Linked DNA regions of Gasterosteus aculeatus: region 2 is linked to region 1. The links are chromatin contacts, called in public Hi-C maps. All regions are on one chromosome and are shown on one strand. The core of a region is the stretch at or near the end of the contact, and the rest is flanking DNA. Distances in the headings are between cores, read along the strand shown.

The links. A called contact is a pair of places that touch in the nucleus more often than the background predicts.
Region 2: a contact with region 1 is called in a Hi-C map of whole body, with 3 times the contacts expected there. The contact joins the promoter of chfr here to the enhancer-like site in region 1. A contact is called at or near these places in 2 of 6 Hi-C or Micro-C datasets (liver and whole body).

The regions. Positions count from the first base shown.
Region 1 is chr13:17,100,437-17,105,841 of fGasAcu3.hap1.1, reverse strand. The region is part of intron 4 of fbrsl1 (fibrosin-like 1); the gene reads right to left. Among protein-coding and RNA genes, the nearest start is that of LOC144386400, 27 kb to the right of the region's middle. Within about 2 kb of position 2,706, at least 3 of the 9 cell types and tissues checked have open chromatin away from gene starts, as enhancers often do.
Region 2 is chr13:17,204,137-17,209,541 of fGasAcu3.hap1.1, reverse strand. It overlaps chfr (checkpoint with forkhead and ring finger domains, E3 ubiquitin protein ligase), which reads right to left and starts at 3,105. Exons shown (of 18, transcript XM_040196593.2): 1 at 2,905-3,105; 2 at 2,004-2,123; 3 at 1,325-1,424; 4 at 1,125-1,234; 5 at 969-1,028; 6 at 685-867. The coding sequence starts at 2,109.

The DNA.
Region 1 (5,405 bases), core at 1,457-3,956:
TGCTGATGCACCTACCCACAGCATCCTCCCCCTCATCCATCTCAATGCCAATCTATTAGGACATTCCCTGTGTCCATCCAGGCATGCGTTCAGTTGATCCATCTATCTACCCAGCCGTGTGGACATTTGTCTCTCCATTCATCTTTCAATCCATCCGTCTGTCCGTCCACCTATCAATTCAACCAATCTTGGGTCAATAGAATTCTGCTCTGAGATCTGACACCTGCAACAACATTGCTTTGGCCTCAGCTGTCAGCAACTTGCTGTGGGTAAGAGGTTAGCTTGGTATTTCTAGGCATTTGCCAAAAGACACTATGGCATCTGTCGGCGGAGGCCCAAAATCTAACCGCAGGTAAAGATCGGTATGGTTCAAGTTACAAACGTGAAACTGAAAAAAACTTTCTATATAATAACTATTTCCACATGCTACAGACAATCAACTGCAATACAGCAAGTATGGTTCATGGTCAGGAAAAACAACAAAGCTGAGAAAACACAGATTGCTTTGGTTATTATTGGCATAATTACAGTTGTGCTTATCGTGCAAGCAGCCTCAATCAGGATAAAATATAGTTTCATTTGACAAAGCTTCCTGTTTTGACTGGCTTGAATGTCGGAACCACACACTTTGCCGCCGTGCCAAAAACTCAATCAGGCGCAATTACATAGCCATCAGATAGAAATGTAATTGATTTGAAAGCTGACATGAGATATAACTACATTAGAGTGGAGGCTCAGTGGGAAGGCTCCTTGGAGACGGGGCCTACAGGGAGCTCATTACCGCCAAGCTTTGAATTATTGAGTGCTAATGCAGTGACGTTGAGCAGTGCGATTGGCTGCTACGACTCGGACCGTGCTTATCTCAACTTACAACAACCTAGGACGCCTGAAGGAGGGACCTGACCATGCTTTAATCTTGCACTGGGAAACGTTCTATTGGTCTATAATGGTTGAGGCCAAGGTAGAGTCTGTGGGTGGACATCATTCCTGCTAATTCCAGTATTTGTAACCAGTTTCCACGGCAATGACACTACCTTGACCTCAGGTGACATATTTAGCGCTTAGCTTAGCATGTGGTTTGTGGACAGGATTCCTGAAGAGTGAGAGGTGACTGTTGAGAGCATGAAGATATTAGTCTCTGCAGAAGGGCCTCAGCGTCCCCCAAGAAACTGGTGGCGTCCTACCTCTGGGAGCGCTATGCCCCCGAGGCCTCCGCCACTGATCTCAATCTGTAAGCTCCTCTCTCCCCTCACACAGCCCTCCTGTGAGCTTTCTCACAAAAATGAAATCTCAATTAGTTCAAGCGAAATGAGGACGAGCGAGGAGGTGGAGGAGGAGACCCGGGAGCCCCGAGAGACCGAACAAGCAAGATAGGGGAGCTGCTTGTTGACCTGCGGCCGGGAAACTGCAAACAGAGCTGTTTAAACATGGCTGATGAACTAACGGCCTCTTCATTACAGAGGTAAGGAATATGGTGAGCAAATATACAGATCGGAGGAGAGTTGACCAAAATGGAAGAGGAAGCCTGAAAGAGATGTGGGGAGGGCAAACTTATTAAATACACGATGACACATGTTTTGTACATGGATGCTATTTTAGGGTGCTACAAGCCACCACACAGCTCAGCAAAGATCCTTATAGCCTTGCATACTTAACTACATGCTAAGTATGCTAAAAACAAGTAGTCCCAGCTCTAGGACAAGGCAAGTAAAATAGGCAAGTCAGATAGTTCCAGATTGTTATGTGTTTCCAAGAACATCAGGCTGCCACAAGTACTGAGAGTGATTGAATAGCTTGTAAACAGAAGCAGCAGACTTGCTCGACGTTCTCTGGGAGACACTGATGTAGTTGTGCTTCCAGGAGCTGAAGGAAAGGAGGAAGGTGGAGCGCTGAGGTTCATGAACTAAACGGTAAGTGCCGGAGCTTTTAGAATTACCCCCGTCGCTACACTCGGGCTGGTCTCTGAACTGAAACTGCAGAGTAAAAGCACAAGACCGCTAAAGTCAGTCATAAGACACCCTCGGTCAATGGATGATAGTGTTCCTCGCATTAGCCCAAATCAAAATTAGATCTATCTTTGACTATCTCATTTAAAAAAAGCCATATGACGACACTTTCCTTCATTTAAGCTTTCCACCTTCTCCATGCAAAGCCCTGATGAGAATGAATTCTCCTTTGTTCGTGGTGCTTGCAAAAGGACCTTTTTGAAAGCAGCCCAGCATCTTTCATAACTTAAAAATTAATCACAGATTTCCAGATCTATGTCCAATTAAGAAAGTGTGGAGACTGCACATAGCCGTGTTCATGCAGCAATTCTAATTAGAGGCGATATGAGCATGAAAATGATTTAAGCACATAATTTAGCACTTTAGTTCAAGGCCGTGTCCGGGTATTCATCACACATCAGCTGACAATGACACTATATATTGAGCCGAAGGATATTACACTAATAATCTAAAAACAAGGCCGGTTCTTCCACAAACTGAGTTTGAGGTCGAATGAACGTAGAGCTTTTTATTGCTGGGTAAAAAAAGTAAAAAGTTGTTATAGTAAAAAAAAAGAATGTACTTCCGTCAGCAAAAGGAGAGACAACACAACCAACATTTTAACTTAGTGTCAATTTTCATAGAACTGTAACAGGAAGGAGGAGAGGCTGTGACAATCCGAACTGCAGCTACAGCAGTTCCGTTGGTGGTGAGCCGTTGTGAAAATGTGAGCAGAACCACAACCTATGTGCGTATTGTGCAAGCATGTTAAAACCACAATGGGTGCTGTGAGTTTGCTAAAAAAGCAGGTTATCTATATTTCGGGTTAAACCACAGCCCGACACAAACGGAAATATACACATCAGTTTGGTGTTTATAGCTTCTGACGACGTGCACTCATGAAACTCGATGAATAAGTCATGCATGAAAAATGGCCTCTGCTCAACCCCTTAATTAATAATCTTAATTGGCAACTTTCCCTACCAAATAAACTAATGGAACCAAGTGAAGAACGATATTAAAGGCAAATGCTTCCATAGAGGGCATGATGTGTAAATCATACGCTATGGCCTTCACATTGTACAGTCACCCATCTCAACCCAACTGTACACTTGGTCAGGAACCATTGGCTCTGGTCTGGAGCCTTGTGACGACGTGACACCTTGCTAAGACACTCTCTTTTTAATTACTTTGGGCAAAACAGCTAAACATAAGCGATGTAAAACAATGGACAAGTACATGATGTGTCTGACAATAAAACGTCTGGCCCAAACATGAAACCGAGACAAGAAACATTATGCAACCATTGGGTTTAGTTTGTTCTCCTGGGGCCGTCTTGGCTCCCAGTAACCCTACGCTGGCATTCGCCCCACTCCCCTGAGGATGGGCCAGTAGCATAGAGCTACCAGGTGATAGCGTATCTGTTTCAGACCTCCGTAGAACTCCCCGGACGTGGTCCCGGTGACGCACTTGGCCTCGCGGGTAGCCCTCGTATCGGCTTGCATCTAGCAGTTCACCTCCGAACAACGAGACCCGCATCAACCTCAACTGATTCAATTGAGAATAAATTGCAAACAGTTCATTGGCTTTTGGCTGGCGCTGGCGGAGTAGACGACAGCGACGTGTGGAGCCGGGGAGTATCAGTTGACCCAGACTAATTATGCGTAAGGCCTTGTTTTGATGGCTGCAGCTCGGGTTAGGTCAGGCAGGAGCAGTTAAGGGGGAAACAAAAACATTTCCTACTAAAACGGAGACGACACCACAAGGTATCAGCGGGGAACTATGAAAGGAAATGTGATGCCGCAAAAGGAATGTTTTTTTTAGCTCTCCCCTTGGGCCATTGTAAGTCGATAGCAGCGTGACAGCTACACATTCCCAACGGGAGGCTGTGTTTGATGCTATGGAGGATGTGCTAAGAGAAGGGCGCTTATTCATGGCTGACAGGCCAATGGTGCACCTCTTTAACTATTAGTACACCCTCTGTCCTCACAACCATAGGCAGGCTCTCCCTTGAAATTTGTAATTACAGTAATTGTGATTTCGGCAAATGGGCCTCCACTCCGCTCTTCAACGGTGAAAACACAGGTTGCGTTATTCATGAGGAGTCCACTGAAAGCATCTGTCGGCAGCGCTTTAATTTACCAGCTCTTGGATAGCGGACATTTAAAATGTCCAAATTTCCTGCAAAAGTATTCTGAAAATGACTTTTTACATGGCGCATAAACTCAGTGACTCCTGCAAGGAAAACTGATCAACTGCTTTCTGACCTGTATTTAGAGTCAAAATGAACCACAGAAATGTGTACAAACATGTACGCACGCATGCATGCATGCACGCACACAGACACGCACACGCGAGAAGCACTTATGAGCAAGCACAGTAGCGTGGCAATTAGTGGCGAGAGATGAAGAATGCTGGATCAGTTACAGTTATTGAATGTTAATTACAGCGCTTGACGGCGTTGAGGAGATAACGAGTTAGCGCCTGGTGACAGCAGCGACACGTCCTTTAACGAGAGCTGTGGAAATGTAGGAAACTTGAGATCAGGGACAATGAGGCGTTACTGGCTTGTCAGACGCTCTCCTTCTCAACGTTCCTTTGTCCTAATGAAGGCAGACACTTGGTTCTTCTCTCGTTTCCGAGGATGTTAGCCTGCGATGATTATTGGTTATGGAAGGAAGGTAAAAATCAGCCTATTGGGACTGTACCCTCGTCCACCTTATCGTCCCACGCCAATGATGGCATTCACCATACGCTCTAACTAGAGGCAAGAAGAAAAAGAAGAAGCAGAAAATATGTGGAGGCATAAGTGCCAAAGATAAACATGGGGTCAAATTACAGATAATTCCCTGTCTGGTGCGGGAACACAGCCAGTAGCCATACAAATGTGAGTGACCAATAATTCCCGTCTATCTAAATAGCGAGGGATCAAGAGCTTGGTAAAATCCGAGGGGTTAATATGGTCATGTCGCGAAGCCCGGTTTGGAATTTAGGTTAATGGAATCATTGATAGGGCTCAGCTCTAATGCCAGCGACGCTTAAGAAGATCCATGCCCTATGATTTAGACAAATCCTGGGACATTCTTCAAAGTTTTCCCCACTGACCCTGGGAAGAGTTTTTGAAACAGACACACAGGCAAGTCTGAGGATTTCTCTGAGTCTACACAGCCTCTGCTAACCAGAATCCCCCAGGCTGTATCAACAGCCTGAATGGGATTTATAGAATATTACATCAGTTACACTGGGGCAAACGTGGGCCCCAATGGAAATATTAGGCATAATAAACACATAGAGAGAGCCTGTTCTCCTTTCCCCTTGTAAATCACTCTAAAAAATGTGAGCAGGAACGTTAAATAAACTATGGGCTTCATGTCTAGGACCTGGCAAAACAACTTCACTGTGCTTCGCTCTGAACAAGTG
Region 2 (5,405 bases), core at 1,856-4,355, 100 kb before region 1:
GTGGACGGCGTGTGATGACATTACCGCTACAACACACAACCAGGGACACTTACTCCATCATCTGGCAAGTATATCGTACAAGTTCAGAATTGATTGATTTACATCAGCAAGTCTGTTTACATCAATGACTGATCTGAGGGTTCATTTAGAAGAGTGGATGCATGTAAGTTATACCGTTATAGTTATACTCTTATCATATCAAATACTGTACAGTATAATGATGTAGCCTATATTGTTAGTACCTGTGCCTATTAAGCATCAGTTTGTCATTCAAGGAAATCTGCCTGTGAGCCTTCTTTACAGAAGACCAATAACCGATCTGCCGTTAAATATGAGGCTGCAGCCTATATACGGTTAGCTTAGCAGAGGCTAGCTTGGTCCTGTCTGAAAAAGGTACAAATACCAAAGTGCAAAGGCGACATGATAGGATTTTACGAGGACTTGTGCACCAAACTCTTTCTTGGCTGATAGAAGTCACTTCCTGGAGCATCGCCATGGCATTACCAGGCAACCAGCTGAGAACATAACCACAGAACTCTCATTCCACGTAAGGAGCTTAAACTGTAATCCCAAACAATTATACGTATTCACAACGGTTTATTTAAAAAATGGGATGCGTAATTAAATTCCAGACGGAAAGCTGATTATCACAACTCTTCGGCAGCGCGTTAGCAGATAACCCACCTGAAGCGGGACAGGCGGTGGTTGCTGCGGGACCAGAAGTGTTGGGGCTCCCGATACAGAAGAGGGACGAGGAGGTGGAGGGCTGAGGATCCTCCAGCGTTTGATCACGAGAAGCCTTGGGGAGCATTACGGGCTCCACCGAGAGTGGGAAAGGGCCAGGACTGTGGGCCGCCCTCTCCATCTCTGAGGTTTAGATACAGGGTGGGGGGTTAGTAACTGACAGCTGTGGAACAAAAGAGGTTACATTTGACAAAAGACTTGCGGGGAATCACCTGGCTGCTTACCATAAGTATGTCCTGACGTGGCATGCTCCATTTGGATGGAGTGGTAAACGTAGGCAATGTCTACAGTGTGACAAGAGAGGATATTGTTTTTCTTTCTTTTTCTCTTATATTTCATATAAAAGTATTGCGCAATGGAAAAAAAACTGAACAACTCACTTTGTTCTGGCTCACTTTTCCTGTATACAAAGTAGATGATGTCGCCGCTCTGTAGCATGTGGGTTTGCTTCTTCACCAGTTTGGACATGTTGATCACTGTACCATTAGTGCTAAAGTACATACAGACAAAAACACAAGTCACTGTACAGAGGTTTTAAAGCGTTTCCAAAATATGGCTTGTTTAATATAATGTTTGGTACCTGGTGTCTTCAAGCCACACCAGCCCCGAGCTTTCGTCTTGCACAATCTTGCAGTGCTCCCCTGAGACCAGTTTGTTGGCCGGGAAGGACAGATAACATCCTAGCAGCAAAATAGAAAAACACACAGTAGACTGATTACTTGGGCTACTTTTTTTTTTTAAATGGCAATACAGTTTGAAATATTGAGCCTATTCGTTAAAATAAACAAATGAACTATTGAGTCCATGGACATCGCTTTAAAACATTTTATTGCCCAGACACCAATTAAGGCTAGACACTCAAAAGCCCTCGACAACAAAGCAGACACAGGGGGAAATATAGGCCTAACCTTTTCTTAGGCAAAAGCCCATACACGAAAAAACTACTTAATATTCTGCACACATGTTGTCAATGGATGCCTTTTGTTATCATCACAAGGGGCTGTCTAAGTTGGGTGCACTAAAGAAGGCTTTGTGCTTTCAAGGGGGAGGTTTTTAAGGGCTCCAGACACTGACAGCGACGTCTACGGGGACAGACAGACAGACAGACAGACAGGGACGGCCTTCTGTTAACAGACATCACCGCTCCTGGAGCTTTGGCAGCAGGTTAGACGTTTTTAAAAGATGTCCGACAGGTGAAGAGATCATCTTTATGTGCCTATTCCAAAAATGTGTGACACACACACAGAATATGAACCCACCTTTTTTTCGGCCAACTGTGCATTCCCGGTTAAAGAGCAGGATAGTTTCACTGGAGTCCACTTTGATGAGCTTTCCCCACGGACGTCCTCTCTGATAACCGTCCATCCTCCAATGATCCTCTACGAGAAACGATGAGCAAAAACAAGTTACGGGTTCACTTCTATGACACTGTAAAAACAGACTGTGGGACATTTAGTGAAGGCTGTGCTGGTAAAACTAAAGAAATATAAATGTTAAACAAAGTATTTTCTTTCCAGCCAGGTGGAGTTTCTCATTGAAATTATGAATAAAATATGTTTAAAAAAAAAACATAAATGACTTTTAAAGGGGAATCCACCTTTCCCTTCTCCATATCGGCTAATATAATATCTAAAATACACGTTTCCAATTAGACAAAATCATGATAAATGAGCCGTTTAGTCCCAAAGGTTTGAACTTGATTATGAATCCATTGCTGTGGATTTATGATTCTTATTGTATGTTTGCCAAAGTAAAGTAAGTAGTTAGCATAGAAGTGTGTAAGCAACGTTTAAGCAAGTCTGTGACTTGTCAAATAAAACGAGGCTTAACTTAAAACTGAAAGCGTTCTTCAGCACAACCGCTAACGAAGCTAAGCTAACGCTACACGTCCCGCAGCCGGCTCAGTGGTCCACAAAACGTTATTTGCCGTCTTTACCGCCTGACAAGCTGGCTAAACGTCCCATCGCCCACTATCGAGTCGAAGGAATTAAGGATTTCATCACCCGTAAAGTGAACGAACACAACTTCGGTCAACACAACAACACCAAGCTAACGCGCTTGCTAACAAATTAGCAGTCGACCCGCCGTGCGGATGCGACAAGAGGACCACGAGTCGCCCGTCACGTCACGCTGGTCGCGCGTCCACAACGGGTACTTTACCGTCAAACGCTCGGTTTCGCCGTCCCCGGTAGTTCGGTGCGACGCCGTTTCTTCTCCTCGTATTCCGGCTGAACGCAAGAGGCGCTTCCTGCCAGGCTCGGGCGTGACGTCACGGCGTCATCAGCTGATGGAGGAGGGGCCGCTGGGCCCCAAACACGCGCTTTGATAAAAGGTACAAACTCACCTGGGATTTCTTTCCACCTGAAGATGAAGAATGAACGCGTCCATAAGGGCGAATGGTAATCAGTCAAATGCAGAACCATTCAAATGAAAACAGACATCTCTTTATTGCTATGTTAGAACAGTGAGAAAATTAGGCTATTGTCAATTAAGACATAGTATTTGTTCTTCCTCCTACTAAAACATAAAGTTGTTGCCGTTGTTGCATTTTTTATTATGTAACCCAAATTGCAATATCAAGTTGATGTAGTCTTTGATTTATCTATTTTAAGCTACTGTATATTTGTCTTTGGGCATCTTTAGTATTCCTAGTGTCAAACAAAGTTTTGGAAAAGACAAAAAAATAAATCTTTTTTCCAACCCCTTCTTGCAGCCGGTGGCCCCTCAGAAACTACAGAGTCCCTCGGGTCTACACATTGAATAAATTAATAAAGAAACACCATCTTGCGCTTCACCTCACTGCTGGATGAATTAATTAAATGGCCCACCACATTTGCATTAAAATGATCACCACCACAATCTGCCTAATTATGGATTTCAAAGAAAATAATTATGAATACGTTCTTATATTCCTTACATCAGTGTCTGACAAAAGAAACACAATTTACTTTACATAATTACGGAAAACAAAACACTGGCCAAATGTTCTCGGCCATAGACAGCCAGGCAGACTGCAGGCTTTTGTCAATGTGCCTCGAAGTCATTCAAGTCCATTTGTAGCCATTTATTAGGTCATATGCAGAAAATTAATCTGTATTAGATTACTGGTATTCACAATCTATTTAAATCATGTGCGCAATCCGGACGTAACAGCGCAAGTCAATCGTGGGTCAATATCCAAAGCAAGTAGAGTTTTAAAATCCTTCGACATTATTTCACTTTTAGGTTACTTCTACTTAACTAAACGTTTTTGTGCCACTGGATTTATCAAGACATCTGACATCAATGACAGATTTGACAAAATACTGTGAAGTACAATGAATTGTTAAAAATTCCACCTTTTTATGCTTCAAACTATTACAAAAAAAGTATTGTTTGGCTCCCTTGCGGCATTTCAGTTAATTATGAGTTGTAAGCACTTTGGCCAAAGACTTATTTCCATTCTAAACTTCTCAGACAGTTTTATTCAAACAGTTTGAAGCCGGAGAAGCTCAAATTGCAGACAAAAGGGCCAACTCCATTTTACAGTGTTAAAAATAAATAAACTTTGTAAAAGTGTGTATTGTTGTTTTACATTTTTTGTCATTATAAATGCAAATGTGGTTTGTTCAAATATTTCCTTCAGGATTTGGTTAAAATCAAGAACAGAACAAAAGAAAGTGATGATTGGATTCCCCATAACTGGGTGGTGGGTTAAATTGTCATCAATGTGATAAGAGTTGTAGTATTAATACAAAACCTCTTTCTATTTCATGTTGGCTGCTTTCACAATGTTGTGGATCCCACTTGTCGTGTAGAGCTCGCTTAAGAGACGACTGACACTTTTCTTTTCTTTTTTTTTCAGGTTCGAGGATTATGCAATCTGAAACAACAAACACTTTAATTTAATAATAAAAAAATCTTGCTGTATTTTAAAGTCTAGTCGCAAGTGGGCTGATGTTTCTTGATTTGGTCACAGACCAACATCTCTAACAGACATAGCCAGTGAGTTCTTAGTGCAGGACTAATCCCTGCAACCCCCCATCTATTCCCTGGCAGTGCATTATTAATGGGCAGTGTGGTGCCGGGTGAATACAGGGGCCTCTCCACACTAATGCGTTCATTCCTCATTGTTAGATGTCTGGTGAGGAGAACACAAACACATGCTGCCTTCTTAAAGCATCATACCGACAGATGCACATGCAAACACATTTGCCTGCAAAACAAAGGTGTTCCATCCCTGCAGAATATACTCTTGCGGGAAATTAGTATCTGTTTGCTATTCAATGTTGAAGTTAGAATCCTCTGCACATCCTCTGATAAGGTCACAACCGTAAATTGAATGCAGGCTATTGAGTCGCACACCCACGCTGTCAATCAGCCTTTCCTAATTGGATCAAAGATTACTTGTGGCAGCTGTATAAAACATCAAACGAGTAATTAAATGAAATAATGAGAAAATAAACCTTAATGTTGCCAAATGGGAACGCAGGCGAGCTGAGGAATGTGATTTCGCTGTGCTCTCGGAAATTATCTCTCTCCGGCTCGGGCTAATTGCTGGAGGATGTCCTCTTAACTGAGTGTGAAAAGCTGTGTCTAATTACGGCAACATTAATCAGGCATTAGCATGTTATCACAAGGTTAACTTATCAGGAGGGGCCCAGAAGCAGCTGGAGATGCAA